2 separate regions of the Anas platyrhynchos genome follow, and region 1 is linked to region 2. A link is a contact called in public Hi-C data. All regions are on one chromosome and are shown on one strand. The core of a region is the stretch at or near the end of the contact, and the rest is flanking DNA. Distances in the headings are between cores, read along the strand shown.

Region 1 (6,854 bases), core at 3,567-6,066, 170 kb before region 2:
GCCTGCCCTGGCCTGCATCCCTACTGCCTCCCATCAGCATGGCACCGTTACTGACAGCCCCTTGAGAACCACTACGTTTAGCCACTTTTAACAATTTTCCCCGCAAAAAGCGGTAATGCCAGTACAGCTTTCCAGCGCACGGCCTGGAAACGCTCAGACCCTTTACAAGCCCAGCTCCCTTCCAGCCCTCCACGGGCACCCCACATCCCAGGCCGAAGCCGGGCAGGTGTCCCAGGACACCCGTCCCTCTCCATCCCCACCAATGGCCACGGGAGAGGACATCCAAAGCTAATGCTGTCGGATGCTGCAGGGAAGGAGGAGGGCTCGCTTTCAAGCACACAACCGGTGCTGTTGATGGAGCAGCCAAGCAGCCCTCTCCTCGCCCGAGGTGGGGATGCAGCGGGACATGGCATCCGTTTCTCCTCAGGCCTTGCTGAGGAGGGAGTGTCCCAGGGCCAGGCACTTCCCTGCTCCTCCATCAGGAGAAGCGAGGGGGTCCCGGCCTCCCCCCTGGGGTCTCCCCACCCCATCTCGGCCCGCGCTGCCTGTGGGCCACAGGGGGGCTTTGGGATGGGGGAGGAGGGGTGGCACTGAAGACCCACTCCCGTTCTCCCACCCCAGCCTGACCCCCCCCAGGGACCCCATCCCTTACAACACGTCTCACAGCACCCCCCCGGTGTGCACCCCGCCAGCCTCAGGACGGGGATAGAGGCAGAGGTTGAAGGGGGGGGCATCCATTTTGCACCCAGCTCTTGCACACGAGTAAATTGCCCATTCCTCAATGGGGGGGGAGGGGGATTTAAAAAAAAAAAAAAAAGTGGGAAAGAGAGGATTTGGGCTGGGGGTGGCACACGGACAGAGGGAGACGCTTGAGGGGGGGGACACCAGTTCTGCCCTGTGGGGAGAGAAATAACAGGATGACCCCCATAGGGTGGGAGGTGACGGGGAGGGGGGGGTGACCAGGCATTGCAGGGGACACGGGAAGCACAGCGGGATGGGGTGGGCACAGGAGACAGCAGGACAGGGTGGGTACAAAGGGCACTGCCAGGCTGGGGGGGTGCAGGGGGTACTGAAGCACGAGGGGGGTACAAAACCCCTATAGGCCTGGGGGGGGGACACAGGAGGCACAGAAGCTCCTGAGGGTCAGTGGGACACGCATACACCAGAGACATTGGGGAGGGGGAGGAAGGAGTCAGTGCAGGATGGGGGTGGGAGGGGGACACAGGAGGCACTGGGGGGGCACAGAAGTCACTGCAGGACAGAGGGGACACAGAAGTCACTGCAGGACGGAGGGAGGGGGGCACAGAAGTTGGTGCAGGACGGCAGGAGGACACACAGGAGGCAGTGCAAGACGGGAGGGGGGGGCACAAGAGGCACAGCAGGATGGGGGGCACAGAAATCAGTGCAAGATGGGGGGGGCTCAGGAATCATTGCAGGCTGAAGTGTGTGTGTGTGGGGGGAGACAGATGCAAGGAGGGAGGGGGAGCAGGAGTCATTGCAGGACGGAGTGGGGGGGCAGGAGACACTGTAGGGGGGGAGCACAGAAGTCATTGCAAGACGGGGGGGACACAGCAGGCACTGAAGGATGAGGGGGGGACAGAAGTCATTGAGGGGGGCACAGAAGTCACTGAGGGGGACACAGAAGTCATTGTGGGGGCACAGAAGTCATTGCAGCGCTGAGAGGGGGACACACGGGGGGGACACGAATCAACACAAGACGGAGAGGGGGCACTTCAGGATGAGGAGTGCTGAGGGGGGGGGACCCCATACACACAGCAATGACTCCGGGAGGGGGGGGGGGGGGCACGAAATCCCCTCTGCCAGGACAGCATCGGCGGGGAAAGGCGGGGGGGGCGCCGGGGGGGCTGGGTCTTGAGGGTTGTTGGGGGGGGGCGTTGTGGGGGGGGGGGGGGGGGGGCTCACCTTGAATGCCACCGGGAGGGTCTTGTTGCAGCGCCAGTGCGAGGGCAGCACGGAGCACAGGAAGTTGGGGCTGTCGGTGCGGACCAGCTCGGCGGGGTGGTCAGCGATGATCTCCACCATGGTGCGGTTATCGTGGGGGCGCAGCCTGGGCACGGCGGCCGCGGCTTCTTGCTGCTGCTGCTGCTGCTGCTGCTGCTGTTGCTGCTGCTGCTGCTGTTGGGCTACTACGACCGGGCTGACTTCGCTCATCTTGCCGGGCTGCAGGCTGCTGGAGGGGGGGCTGAACCTCCGGCTGGTGCTGGGATCTACGGGAATACGCATCACAACAGCCACAAGTTAGCGAATTGGGGGGCGGGGGGGGGGGGAAGGGGGGGGAGCGGTGAGGGGGGATCGCTGGAGGAGGCGTGTAGAAAAAAAAAAAAAAAGGGGGGGGGGTAGGGGGTTGTAAAAAATAAAAATTAAAAAAAAAAATCGTCGAAAAAAAAAGGGTGAATGAAAAAGTGGAGGCGTCAAGATCAAGGGCCAAAAAGCGAAAAAAAAATAATAATAACAATAATAAAAAAGCCAGCAGATTAAATGCACGAGGAAAAAAAAAAAAATCTCAGTCTGTTGTTTTTTGGTTTGTTTGTTTGTTTTTCTCCGAGGCAGCCGGACGGGGCGGGGGGCGATGCGATGCCGGTCTGGGGGCGCCTGCAGCCCGCAGCAGCGAGGAGGGCGACGGTGGGCTTGGGGCCGGGGCTGCGGCTCTCAGCAGAGCCCGGCTGGAAGCTGCATGGTCCCGGCTGCACCGCGCCGCTTCTCCTCCTCCTTCCTTCCTCCCTTCTCGCACAGTCTCTCTGCTCCTTTCCCTCCTTCTCGCCACCGCTTCTTTCCTCAAGTGCTTGAGTTTCTTTCCTTTTTTTTTTTTTTCCTTCCCCTCCCTCCCAGTCCTTTTTTTTTTTTTTTTTTTCTTTTCGGATTTTCTAAGGTTGGCTGGGGAGAAGAGAAGGCGCTGCTGCCGCTCGGGCTTCCTGGGCTGCTGCTGTGCGCGGCGGCCAGCAGAGGAGCGGAACTTTCAAGGGGGGTGTCGAGGGGAACGTCCCGGTTTCCTCCAAAGAAGTCTTCCTCCTCCGGACAAATAAACAGCGAAAAAAAGAAAATAGGAGAAAAAAAAGGAAAAAAAAAAAAAAAAGAAATACGGACGAAGTCCCGCTGGGCTCCCCCCGCTTCTTGCCCTTGGCTTTAGGAAGCCGGGGCTCCGAAAGGCGCTCCCGGAGGGGGGGGGGGGGTTGGGGTGAAAAGAAAGTTTTAGGGGGGCCGGGCCAGGAGGGAAGTCCCACAGCTGAGAATGAGAAGAGAGGCTTTAGCCGGTTCCTCTGGGAGGCTTCGGGGCTTAAGAAAAGTTGAACTTTCGGATTCCCAGGGAGAAAAAAAAAAAAAAAAAAAAAAAAAAAAAAAAAAAAAAGCGGGGAGCGCAGTTTGGGGAAAAGAAAAAAAAGGGAAAAAGGAAAGAAAGAAAAAAAAACAGTTCTCTTTAGGCTGATTTCTAAAATATGCCCAAGTAAATTCTGGGAAAAGGCAGCCTCGGTGCAGTCCGGTCCTTTTAATTAAGTCGCTGCTGGATCCAAGTCCGTTGAGTTGAATAGGCTAACAAAAATCTTTCCTTTTTTTTTTTTTTTCCGCCCCTGATGAACAACAGCAGCAAAAAAAAATCATTAAAACGTCGGTTTGTCTGAGTTATTTTTCTTTCTGAAAATCGTTTTGAAAAAAAAAAAAAAAAAAAAAAGCAAAGCAAAAACAACAAAACTTCTTTTGGGTCCCAAGAAGTTGAGGTCGGGGAAGATGAAGGAGCCGAAAAAACACGCCACGGTTTTTTGTCCTGAATGTGGTTTTTGGAGGCTGGGATTTCTAATGATTAGGTTTTTGTGGTTTATATATACAGGACTCTCTGGCTAAGGCGATCATTATGCTGATGAGAGTCAGCAGCACGTGGTGCTTCAGTCCTCAGACTTCTGCAGCCTTCAAAATAAATAAAACAATGTGCATCCCCCACAGGAGGAGAAACTCTGCTCCGAGCCGGGCTCACCCACGGGGAGGGGGACGAGGACAGGGAAGGGGGGCAGCGGGACACGGTCTCCGAGCTCCACTTCTCGCCGGGTTTTTTCCATTAACACTTTGGGGCTTGTTTGTTTTAAAATATATATATATGAAAAATCTTGTTTAAAAAAAAAAAAAAAAAAGTAATAATAAGCTGGTGCCAAAGTTTTTTTTTTTCTTTTTTTTTTTCTAAGTCTCCGGTAGTCTAACGCCTAAAACATTTCCTTGAATGAATGAAAGCTATAAAACCCCCCTCAGACTATTAAGGTAAAGGGAGTCTGGTTTGTTTTCTGCCTTAAAAAAAAAAAAAAAAAAAAAAAAAAAAAAGAAAAAAGAAAAAAAAAAAGGCAGATCTTATTAAAAACAATTTACATACCCAATAGTAAAAAAGTGTAACCGCCTCCCGGGGCAGATAAGGACCTATCACATCCCTCCCGCTAATTTCTAAGGTTTTGCTCCTTCGGGCTCCTGCCACCTTCTTGCGAGCGGCCGGCGTGGCGGGGGGGGGGCCGTGCTGGGTGTCCCTGGGGGGGTGCCCATGGGTGGGGGCCTTGGGGGGGGTGTCCTGGAAGGGGGACCTCCCTTCCACGCATCCTTTACACCGAGCCACCCTCCGTGCAGAGATGGGCTGGCGGAGCTGAGCCCCCCCAGGCTCTCCCCGTGCCCTCCCGCCGGTCCCCTTTTGATCCCCGCCGGGGGTGGTGGGGGGGGGGGGGGGTCACCGTGTGTCGTCCCCACACCCCCGGGGACCGGAGGGGAAGGTGGGGCAGCAGGAGCCGGGCGGCCCCGCCGCGGCGCTCGGAGGCCGAGCTCTGCCGATCGGTCGCAGGGGAGAGCTCTCGCTCCGCGCACCGCCGCTCCGCGCGGCTCGGGGGGGGGGCGGCGGCTGCCGGGACCGCTCCGGCCCCCCCCGGGGTCTTTCCCACGGCCACATCGGGGGGCGACAGCCCCTGCGCCGCCGCCCTGCACGCAGCTACACCCGTTTTCACTCTTTTTTAAATTTTTTAAATGTATTTTTTTAACTTTTTATCTTTTTTTTTTCATTTTTTTATTTTTTCCCTTTTTCCTTTTCCTTTTTTCATTTTTCTTTTTTTTTTCTCCTTTATTTCCTTATTATTATTTCTTTATTTCTATTTTTTGTCTTTTTTCTTTATGTTTTATTTCTTTATTATTTTTATTTCTTTATTTCATTTCTTTATTTTTTATTTCTTCGTGCTTCTATTTGGTATTTCTTCATTTCTTTATATTTTCTTTATTTTTTATTTATTTTTATTTCTTTCTTTGTTTCTTCATTTTTTTATTTATTTCTTTATTTTTATTTCTTTATTTATTCCTTTATGTTTTACTTCTTTTTTTTTTTTCATTCCTCTTTTCCTCTTCAAATACCAGAGGGGATGGGGGAAGTTTCCTACCCTACTGCACCTATGCAGTCTCTGTGGGTAAGGAGCAAACCCTCCCTGAGCTTGCCCCCCCTCCTGCAGCAAGGACAGGGGGCTGCTTTCCCCCAGGGGCCACAGGCACCTCCAAAGGACCATCACACTCCACCGAGAGCACAGGGGATATTCAGAAGCTCCACCTTACTGTAGTTGCAATACCGAAAATACACCTTTTCATAATTATTTGAGTAAAATGTTTGTGACCACCATGTTTTATTAATTTATTCCCCCCCACCCCCCCTTAGCTGGAAGGGAAAAGCTTTCCATTAGAGCTATTCCAAAGGTGCTAGAAAGAAGGCAAGAGGATGTCTTATACCCAAATGCTATATATACCTGACAGTCATTACATTTCAAACAAGAAGATACATTTCCACTTTTAATTGGCCACACTAAAAGTTTTACAGTCGCCTCTCTTCCTACTAAAATAAAATAAAAAGTTAATTAGGATAAACCCAAATATGTTATTGGAAGCTACCAGTGTAAGGTCACTTAAAATAGTCCACGGTTATTTATAATCTTGAAAGAAAATTTTCCACTGAACGCCCTAACAAAGTTTCAGGTATCTGGCACAGCTGATTTTCAGTCTCCAAGCAAAAATATCTTTCTGCTGAACATTTACACATTTAACAGGAACTTACTACAGCCTGGAACAGATCACAGCTCAGAGTACTAGCATTTTATTTAAATGGTTATGGACAAATTAATAAAAGTACCAGTAATGTTTATGGACTTGCATAAAAGCTGGACGGGATTTTTTCAAAATAGTAATTCATGTTATGATATATATAATCTGGAACTTTGGCTGGGATTTGGCTGAAATGGAGAGCAACCCTGCTGCTCGGCTTTCCTCGGCTTTCATTTCAGAACTTCTCGGAATTTTAGCCCTGGTTGCAAAATGGGTCATATTTTAAGATGTTAGAGAATTGCAGGAGGGTTAGTGAAAAAATGTGCTTGCACTGCAAATTATGTCTCAACAAACACCTTCAGATCCACTTTATAAAATAAGATTTTCATTAGTACAGCTACGATTGCTGCAATTTTGATTGTCTTTCAGCTTTTTCCCTTTTAATTAAGTTATGGATGCAGCCATAATTATATCGCTTTTTGCCAAAAAGGTAATGTTTTAAACAGCACAGGGTTTGTTTACTGTTACTTTTCTAAAACCCGGGCCTAGCGCGCTCACGTTGTAAGTATCGTATGCTCGAGAGGAAAAATAATTGTCGAATTTGAAAGATGCAAACCTGGATGATGTTCCCTAAATAAATAGTTTCGATGCCAGTTTGCCGGGCTGGAATGTGCTGTAAATATGATGAGTACAGGATTTATTTTGAGCTATAGAAGTAAATAGCCTTTGTGAAAAAGGAATAAGTGAACGGGTTCATGGGGTTTGTTATTGCCTTGGATATTTTTAGTTGGAGT
Region 2 (7,647 bases), core at 4,374-6,873:
ACACTTGTAACCTTATATGTGTAATTGCAGAATTTCTGACATTCCTTTTTAAAAAGAAAGAATTGAAAACAGTGCATTCATTAACAGCAATTGCCCACTGATATAAACAAGCAGTGTGAAGCACTGTTCACTCTTGATCACAAAGTTATATGCAACTGTCACTTATGCCACCCCAGTAACGGGAAAAGTCCTTGTTTTATGAGTCTGTTTTAAAACAGTAATAAAGTTTCCTGTGCAGGACATTAATTAGAGGGGTTATCAAAATAAGACAAACTAATATAATTTGTGATTGTACAAAATAAAGGAAGTTGAGGGTACCATAGGGACCTAATGAATCACAGGATGGAAACAATCTTCTGGCTAACTAAACATTCAGACTTTGTACTAAGTCATAGGGTGTATATACAACTCAGCAAACCGGAACACGCTGTGTGTTTACATGAATGGGATAAAGGAGTTCACATAAACCATCTGGGAAAAATCCTTCCACCATTCATTCTTCTCCTACTGTAGAGTAAATTAAACAACATACATGCATTTGCAGCAAACACGTGGCACACCTGCCCTGGAAGAAATCAAATTGGAAAATAAGTTTGTAATACAAAAAATTCCCTGAGTGGCAGCACTGTGAATTTGTTAGCACTTCTCACATGTGATGGAAAAGAGAAGGGACTTTTCCTCTAGTAAGTAGTTTTTAATTGTTATGTGTGCATTTACTTTTAAACGTGGTTATCATTTACATTATGGTAGCGCATTGGTAGGAATATTTTTTCTTTTCTGTTGTAAATTGCATCTCTGACATTAATTGCTGTGGTTGCAATTCTCAAACTTGATTTTGGAAGTTTTGTATTGTTTGAGTGTTTTTTGAAAGATTTTTGCATGACTAAAAACAATGGCTCCTTTAAAGAAAAAAAAAAATTGTTCAATTTACATAGTAGAATAGGTTTTGTAGTTCTGAGTATGCATTTTTTCCATAAGACTAAAAAATTTGAAAAGTCTCAACCTGTTCTAGAGATCAAATGCTCTTACTGCTGTACCAAACAAGCTCAGTGGCAAAGTGTCTGTCATTTGGGGGTGAGGAATGCGCTGGTTTAGAAGGGCCCACCTTCAGGCATAAGATTGTTTTATCAATTTCTTATTTAAAAATATTTTTTTTTTTCTTTTTCTATGTCTCGATTGTAAGACTTGACTTTAGATTACTTGAGAAAATGGGCAGTATTTCATTTTTAATATTTTAGAATACTAGAAAATAGCTTTAACGGGGATATTTTACAGAAATTTTAAATTGTAAATGATGAACTCTTTTCTGACTTTTTATGAAAACTTGTCTTTTCTTCAATGAATGCATGAAAAACATCAAATGCATGAAAAGCAGTGTCCTGCGTTTTCTATTCTAACATTAGCTGTTGCTTGTTCACCTTATTCAGATGTATTTATTTTAAGGCACAGAATCTACCTCATTTAATAATTTTATTTTCTTTCCCCAGAGAAGAGTTGAGATGCTACTTTTAGGTATTTCCACATTCAACAAAGCCAAACAGTAGAGGGCAAATTTGGAGCTACTCCTCTAGGACGGTCACTACAAGTTAAGGAGGTTATTGAAAAAGAATAAATAAATAAATTAATGTAGCAAGAGCTGCTTAGTACCAGAGGCATAGCAAGCATGCTTTTGAGCAGAGGTCTTCTTTGTACCTCAGGAGCAAATACACCATTAGGAATAGTCTGGGAGTACCGGTTTGTGTTTTTGCACATTTTGTGCCCTTTTCTTAGAATGAGAGCACTTGATCAGATGTTTTCTTTCCCATAAATCTTTCTTCCCCATAGTTGACATAGTAGACACAGCAACCACTACCTGGTGATACAGAGATGCTGCTCAGCATCTGATTGGGATGGATCTCACTGAGTGGAGCCTAAGACTCAAATCATTTATCCAATGTTGTTCTTCTGGCTGTGTGAAGCTGTCAGAATTTTTTAAATGTTTTGCCTGCATTCACTTTCAGGAAAACCAAGCTGTGAAGTGATATAAATCATTATATATTTGTTTTTATCTGTATGTTCATATTGTGGTACAACATGTTCTTAGGGTAGTCTGAATCATCTTAGAATAACTCTTGTTATGACTATGATGTACTTTTTCTACAAAGCAGCCACATTATTTATTTGGTGCATATGATGCACCTGTTCTGGTCCTGAGTCTATGCTGTATAGTCTTCATGACTTATTTGTTTCAGAAGATAGCACGTGCATTGTAAATGAGGAAACAGATTTCAGGAAGGGAAAATATGGTTTCTTTTAAGCATTTTGATATTATTATTTTTCTGGTCCCAAAATACAGATAATGCCTCTACTTTTCACTTGGAGGCTGAGAAAATGTTACCATTTGTGAAAGACTAAGGTACCAATATTAAGAATCCTATAGAAAAATAAAAAAAAAAAAAAAAAGCAGAAGGAAATGAATAATTATGTTCACATAATTGTAGCCACATGTTCAATAATGAAGAGGAAAAAAGCAAACTGTTGACTAGATTGAATGGAAAAAACAATTTGATCAATGGTTACAGATTGTCTTGTAGTGCTTATAAAATAAAAAGAATGAAGGTAGTGCAGGCAGCCACTATCGTGGTGTTTCCTGATTTTCGCTGTCAGTCTTTGGGCCTTTGATACCAATCACATAGATTTATGTGTTGTTCATATATAGGCATCTATGTGTCTCTGTACACAGGTCTGCTTTTTACATCCTGAACACAACAGCTTCCTATTTAGGCTGTTTAGTAAGAGGAATTAAATATGTAAGACATTTCACTCATGGGTCTTCAGAATCAATTGCATTCCTAAATGTGTATGTACTCAATTACCTTGGCTTCTGGAGCTTTTATATATAATAACCTGATAAGCTGATCCCAGGCTGAGTTTCCAAAATGCAAATAGATCTTCTATTTAATTTTTATATGTGTTAGGAGTATGGTATAGATTGATAACTGTCAAAATCTTGGCTGAGCAAGTAAACAGTAGATTGTTATTACACAATATGATGTACTCTGTTAAATCAATGTTTTGTCAATGGTTTTGCTCTGATTTAACAGGCTTTTGCCAAGAGTATTTTTGACATAACCTAAAAAATGTCTCAAATCATTTAGCTGTTTCTGGATTGGAATGAAGGAGCAATCTTTCTGTCCGTGGAAAGATCCTAATTACATCCCAAGTTTCAGATGTCAAATAGAAAACTGATATTCAGGGTTTCTTTCTTCCTTTTACTTTGTATAGACGTATTTTATATATATATAACATACAATGAATATTGTATGAATGTGTAAAATCCATACAAAGACCCACCTCATCTCATAGTCCGATTCTGGCAACAGCTAGTCAGTGTGAAACTCTAAAAAGAAATCTAAAAAGAAAAGAATCTGAAATTTATCAGTGGTGTGAATACATGAGTATTTGATTAGGAAGATGGACCTTGGGTTAATTTTGAAAAGCATCTGTGTATCTTTAAAATCTGCTTCAGAGTCAAATAAGCAAAGAATTTTTACTACTATATTTATCATTCTGCTTGCTTTATTTCAAATAATTGTCCAAATATGTTAACTGTCGGTGATAGGGTGGTAAAATTCCTTCTGCTTTTCCTTGTTGATCCTGACTGAATTCATCTGAACAAACAAAGGCAAACAAATGTATGTATCTGTACCTGAGATAATCACAAGAAATTATCTTTTGTGTCAGGGGAGATAAATGAGCACTTTCAGGATGTGACGATGTGAGTTCAAGAAATGTTTGGACAGTGCTGTCAGACGCATGGTCTGATTTTTTTCGGTGGTCCTTTGGGGACCCAGGAGTTGGACTCGATGATTCTTATGGGTCCCTTCCAACTCGGCTTATGTTATTACTTTGTGATTCTATGATTCCTCTGCTAATGCAGTTATTTAACAGTCTGCCATCCATATAAAATCTGGATTTCTGGAATGAAGTGACTTTCATGACTTCCACCACAATTTTGACAGCACTGGCTGTATTGTTTGATTTTTTGTTCTTCATTGATTTTATCAAATAAAACTGAAAACTTAAAGTTGCAAATGGCACAAACTGATTTGTAGATATCTGTGGCAAAAGAAGAGTAATGTTAAATTCTGCATGGTCCCGAATGTAACTCATAGAACGTAAAGGTCATCTCAGAGAGTTTAACAGAGCAAATTCATTGTAGATTTTAAATCACCTTATCTGATTTCAAGCAAACCTGATAGGTTCAGAATAACTTTTTTTAGGAAGATTGGCTTGTTAACAGTGTTATGCAGTTACAAGGAAATGTGGTCACAGCTGGTTCTGGTTTCTTAGCTAATCCACCTGATTGGAAACAACAGGTTTTTGATATTTTTCCATTTCTTACACTGACACCTAGTGTTCAGAGTTCTTGAGTTTTCTAATACTGCACTTTGTTATTAATAGATAACAGCTAATACTGATATTCTACACCTTTGTCAAAATCCTCTGCTTCTGTTGATCTTAAAAAGAAAACAAGAACTGAAGGCAAAGGTGTTACCAAGAATCAGAAAATTTTTACTTTCGAATGACACCATTGGAAAATTAGCTACAAAAGCTATTTTTCTTCTTGAAGTGCTGCAGATTTGTTTTCTTAATATTTCAGAGCTTTTGTTTTGGCAAATACAACCCCTTTGTGTCTGTAAGTGTCACTGGCCAACAAAAACAGCGATAACAGCAGAAGCTGTTAGATCAGTATTTATTTAATTGTGGGGGATATCAAACGTGTTTTATTTCTGTGTTCTTTTATCTTCAAGCCACAAGTTCAACCTGATAGGAGTACTGATGGCAGCATAGTCCTTGAGTGGACAGAAAAGGAGTTATACACAAAAACCGGCACAAACAATCTTTTCTTATCTCAGACTTGCTGCAAATAAATGCAGAAATCACAGTATGGATTGTAACCCATTTCTGACAAAAATGACACCTGACAGAGGAAAATGTATGCTTTACCTCCCACACTTGTGATTTTACTATGTGTTAACTGAATATTTTTTGTCATATAAGGTGGAGTGTATGAATTTTGTGTAGCTGTATCTAAAAGTATAAAGGAATGTTTAAGTTTTATTGATGGGTTCCACAGAAAAGTGAAAAATATTCAGGTGGAGAAAATGCATTGTAAGCTTATCCTTGATCCTTGATTTTAATACTTTACCTTTTTCTTTTCATGACTTTCCCTGTAAGTGAACCAAAACCCCACCTTTCTGCACCAAGGAATAAGTGTTTTACATTTCCTCACATTCACTAAGTTGCCTCTCAGAAAACCAGGCGGCAGTGACAATTCACTAAATACACACCTAGACAATGGGTTCCTTTTGAGGAAACAGTTGATTCTTACCCAATTCCCTATCAGGTCTGAATGTGGCCATAAAAACATTCTCTTCATATAAACTTTGGTAAACTTTATTCTGCAGATTTCACTGTTCTAGGCTGAAGCTTTCCCTCCAGGGATGTTGTCTTCCTTCCAGACCTATCGACTGCGCAATCTTGTCCTGTTAAGACTGAAAATTAAAGAAAAAATAATTGGTGTTTAAAAACGCACTGTGACAGGTACAAGACAGTTTACCATGATGTCATGGAAGAAGTGGCTTGGTCAGAGGGGAGCTAAAAGGAAATAAAATTGAGAAAACATTGTAGAAGCTCTGTAGCAATTGATATAGGGATGGTCCTCTTAAAAAGCATATGCTTTACAGCCAGCCTTCTCCCACTGGATTGTTTTCAGAACTGCTTTTAAGTACAGTAGGGTAGTATGTATATATACACATATATATTCCCAAACTAAAATACTTATTTTCATACATTGTTCCTTGGACGTGCAACATTTAAGGTGTAAGTTAGGCTGTCCATTTTCTTATATCTAGGGTAAAGGCATTGCACTTCTCTGAATGCAAATGACATATTGGATACTATGCTGCCAAGTTGGCTATCAGTAGTTTATATTCACATCAGCCAGTCGTAGTGTGTTTATCAGACGAATAATCAGAGTCAACAGAGAGAAAGGATACTTGTAGAATATCATTTATTTGACTTCCTTCAGGCGTTTATTTTCAGGATAAGGTGAGTTTGGTTGCAGAATGGTGATTTGTCTCTAGTGACTATACGAGATGCCTTGATTGACTGTCTTATGTATGTAGACATCCCTGTTTAGCCAGGTAGCGGCCACCTAAGAGTAACAGACAAAAGTCCCTTATGACACAAGTACTTCTATGACAAAAGTCTTGAAGCTTCCAAAAACCAGGAGGATAAATTAAAGTTCTCTGATGTTAAAAAAAAAAAAAAAATAGTGTTAAAAATGGTGAAAAACTCAGAGAAAATAAAGACTTTGAAGGCCCAATTCTCTGACCAGGAAGAGACATGTAGTGTCCCATATATGAATAGTCTCAAGGGAGGAGGGGATTTATGAAAAGTCAGGTTGGAGCTGATCCAAGACAGAGTTAGAAGAGGGGAAGTCTGTGCGTTAGCTGAAAACTGCATGTTCTGTGTTGTTTTGTTTTGTTTTGTTTTGTTTTACAGATTAAGAGAGAGAGACAAATGGGAAAAGATTTGGAGATACAGGTTGCATTGAGATATGGGTTCTTTAGAAGAGAGTGTAGGCTGAGAACATCTGTACACTGTGAGCAAAAGTGCCAGAGAGCAATGAAAAATGGAAATCTAAGTAGGCAGGATATGATGCATGTACTGAGGTGGGTCAGAGTTGGGAAAAAGGCCAGAGATTTATGACAAGGGAAGGTGTTCAGGAAGGAAAACTAGGTGCAACTTTGTGGGAATGCATATATTATCTGTTGTAGCAGAAAAAAATAATGAGCAAAAAGAGGAACTAGGATTGCAAATGACGAATAGGAAGCGTAAAGTTCCTCAGAGGGTTGTTTAAAGAAGTGGAATAAAGATGAAAACAAACTTGTAGTGGAAGGAGTTTGGAAGAAGATCCCATGACCTTCTCTTGAAATGTTCTTTAGCAAGAGAGTGGGAATGCATGCACTGAGAGACAGGAGGTTTGAAAGAGAAGCTCTGGTTGGTGCATTGAACCTCGCCAAATCTTCTCAGGTTTGGAGAATCAGTTTGGGAAGTAGGTTTGCAAGAAAATAAGTACTGCTGACAAGAATATAATCAATAAATTGAATAATAATCAGCAGAAACGTTGAATTGCTAATGAGGCCAAATAAAGTAGATGGATAATGATGCAAGAGGTGGAATATTGCAAATATTGCACTGGGAACGAGAACACATGAGCAAGGAGAAGGGACAGACAGTTTTTACATCCTGGTCAAAAATCCATGGCAAAATGGAAAGTCTTATAACAAATGTTTCATCTATGGACATCACTCTACACATGCAAGTCTGAATGCGTGCATCTTTGCACAGTCACCTACTTGCATACATGTATGCATATGCATATATATATATATATTATATACACATATAGAATGAGATTAATAATGAGTACTTTTATAGCGATACGCAGCCTGATGTTAATGTATCAAATACAATGTACTCACAAGATACTTTTCCTAGCAACCCTTCTTACAATACTCAGTAACTACATATTTTGTAATCTGTGATTTTAGAATATACTTTCACATTGCTTGTCATTTTCATCTTACATTCTGCCAC

What was found. Hi-C and Micro-C count contacts between places; a contact is called where the count stands out from the background.
Region 1: a Hi-C map of skeletal muscle shows a contact between it and region 2, with 4 times the contacts expected there. The contact joins two enhancer-like sites. A contact is called at or near these places in 4 of 8 Hi-C or Micro-C datasets (liver, skeletal muscle, small yellow follicle and 1 more).

Annotation. Positions count from the first base shown.
Region 1 is chr3:115,122,248-115,129,101 of IASCAAS_PekinDuck_T2T, reverse strand. RUNX2 (RUNX family transcription factor 2) reads right to left here. Exons shown (of 7, transcript XM_038176222.2): 3 at 1,924-2,228. Among named protein-coding and RNA genes, the nearest start is that of SUPT3H, 18 kb to the right of the region's middle. Within about 2 kb of position 4,816, at least 6 of the 8 cell types and tissues checked have an H3K27ac peak or open chromatin away from gene starts, as enhancers often do.
Region 2 is chr3:114,953,892-114,961,538 of IASCAAS_PekinDuck_T2T, reverse strand. All of the region lies in intron 3 of SUPT3H (SPT3 homolog, SAGA and STAGA complex component), which reads left to right. Among named protein-coding and RNA genes, the nearest start is that of RUNX2, 110 kb to the left of the region's middle. Within about 2 kb of position 5,623, at least 1 of the 8 cell types and tissues checked has an H3K27ac peak or open chromatin away from gene starts, as enhancers often do.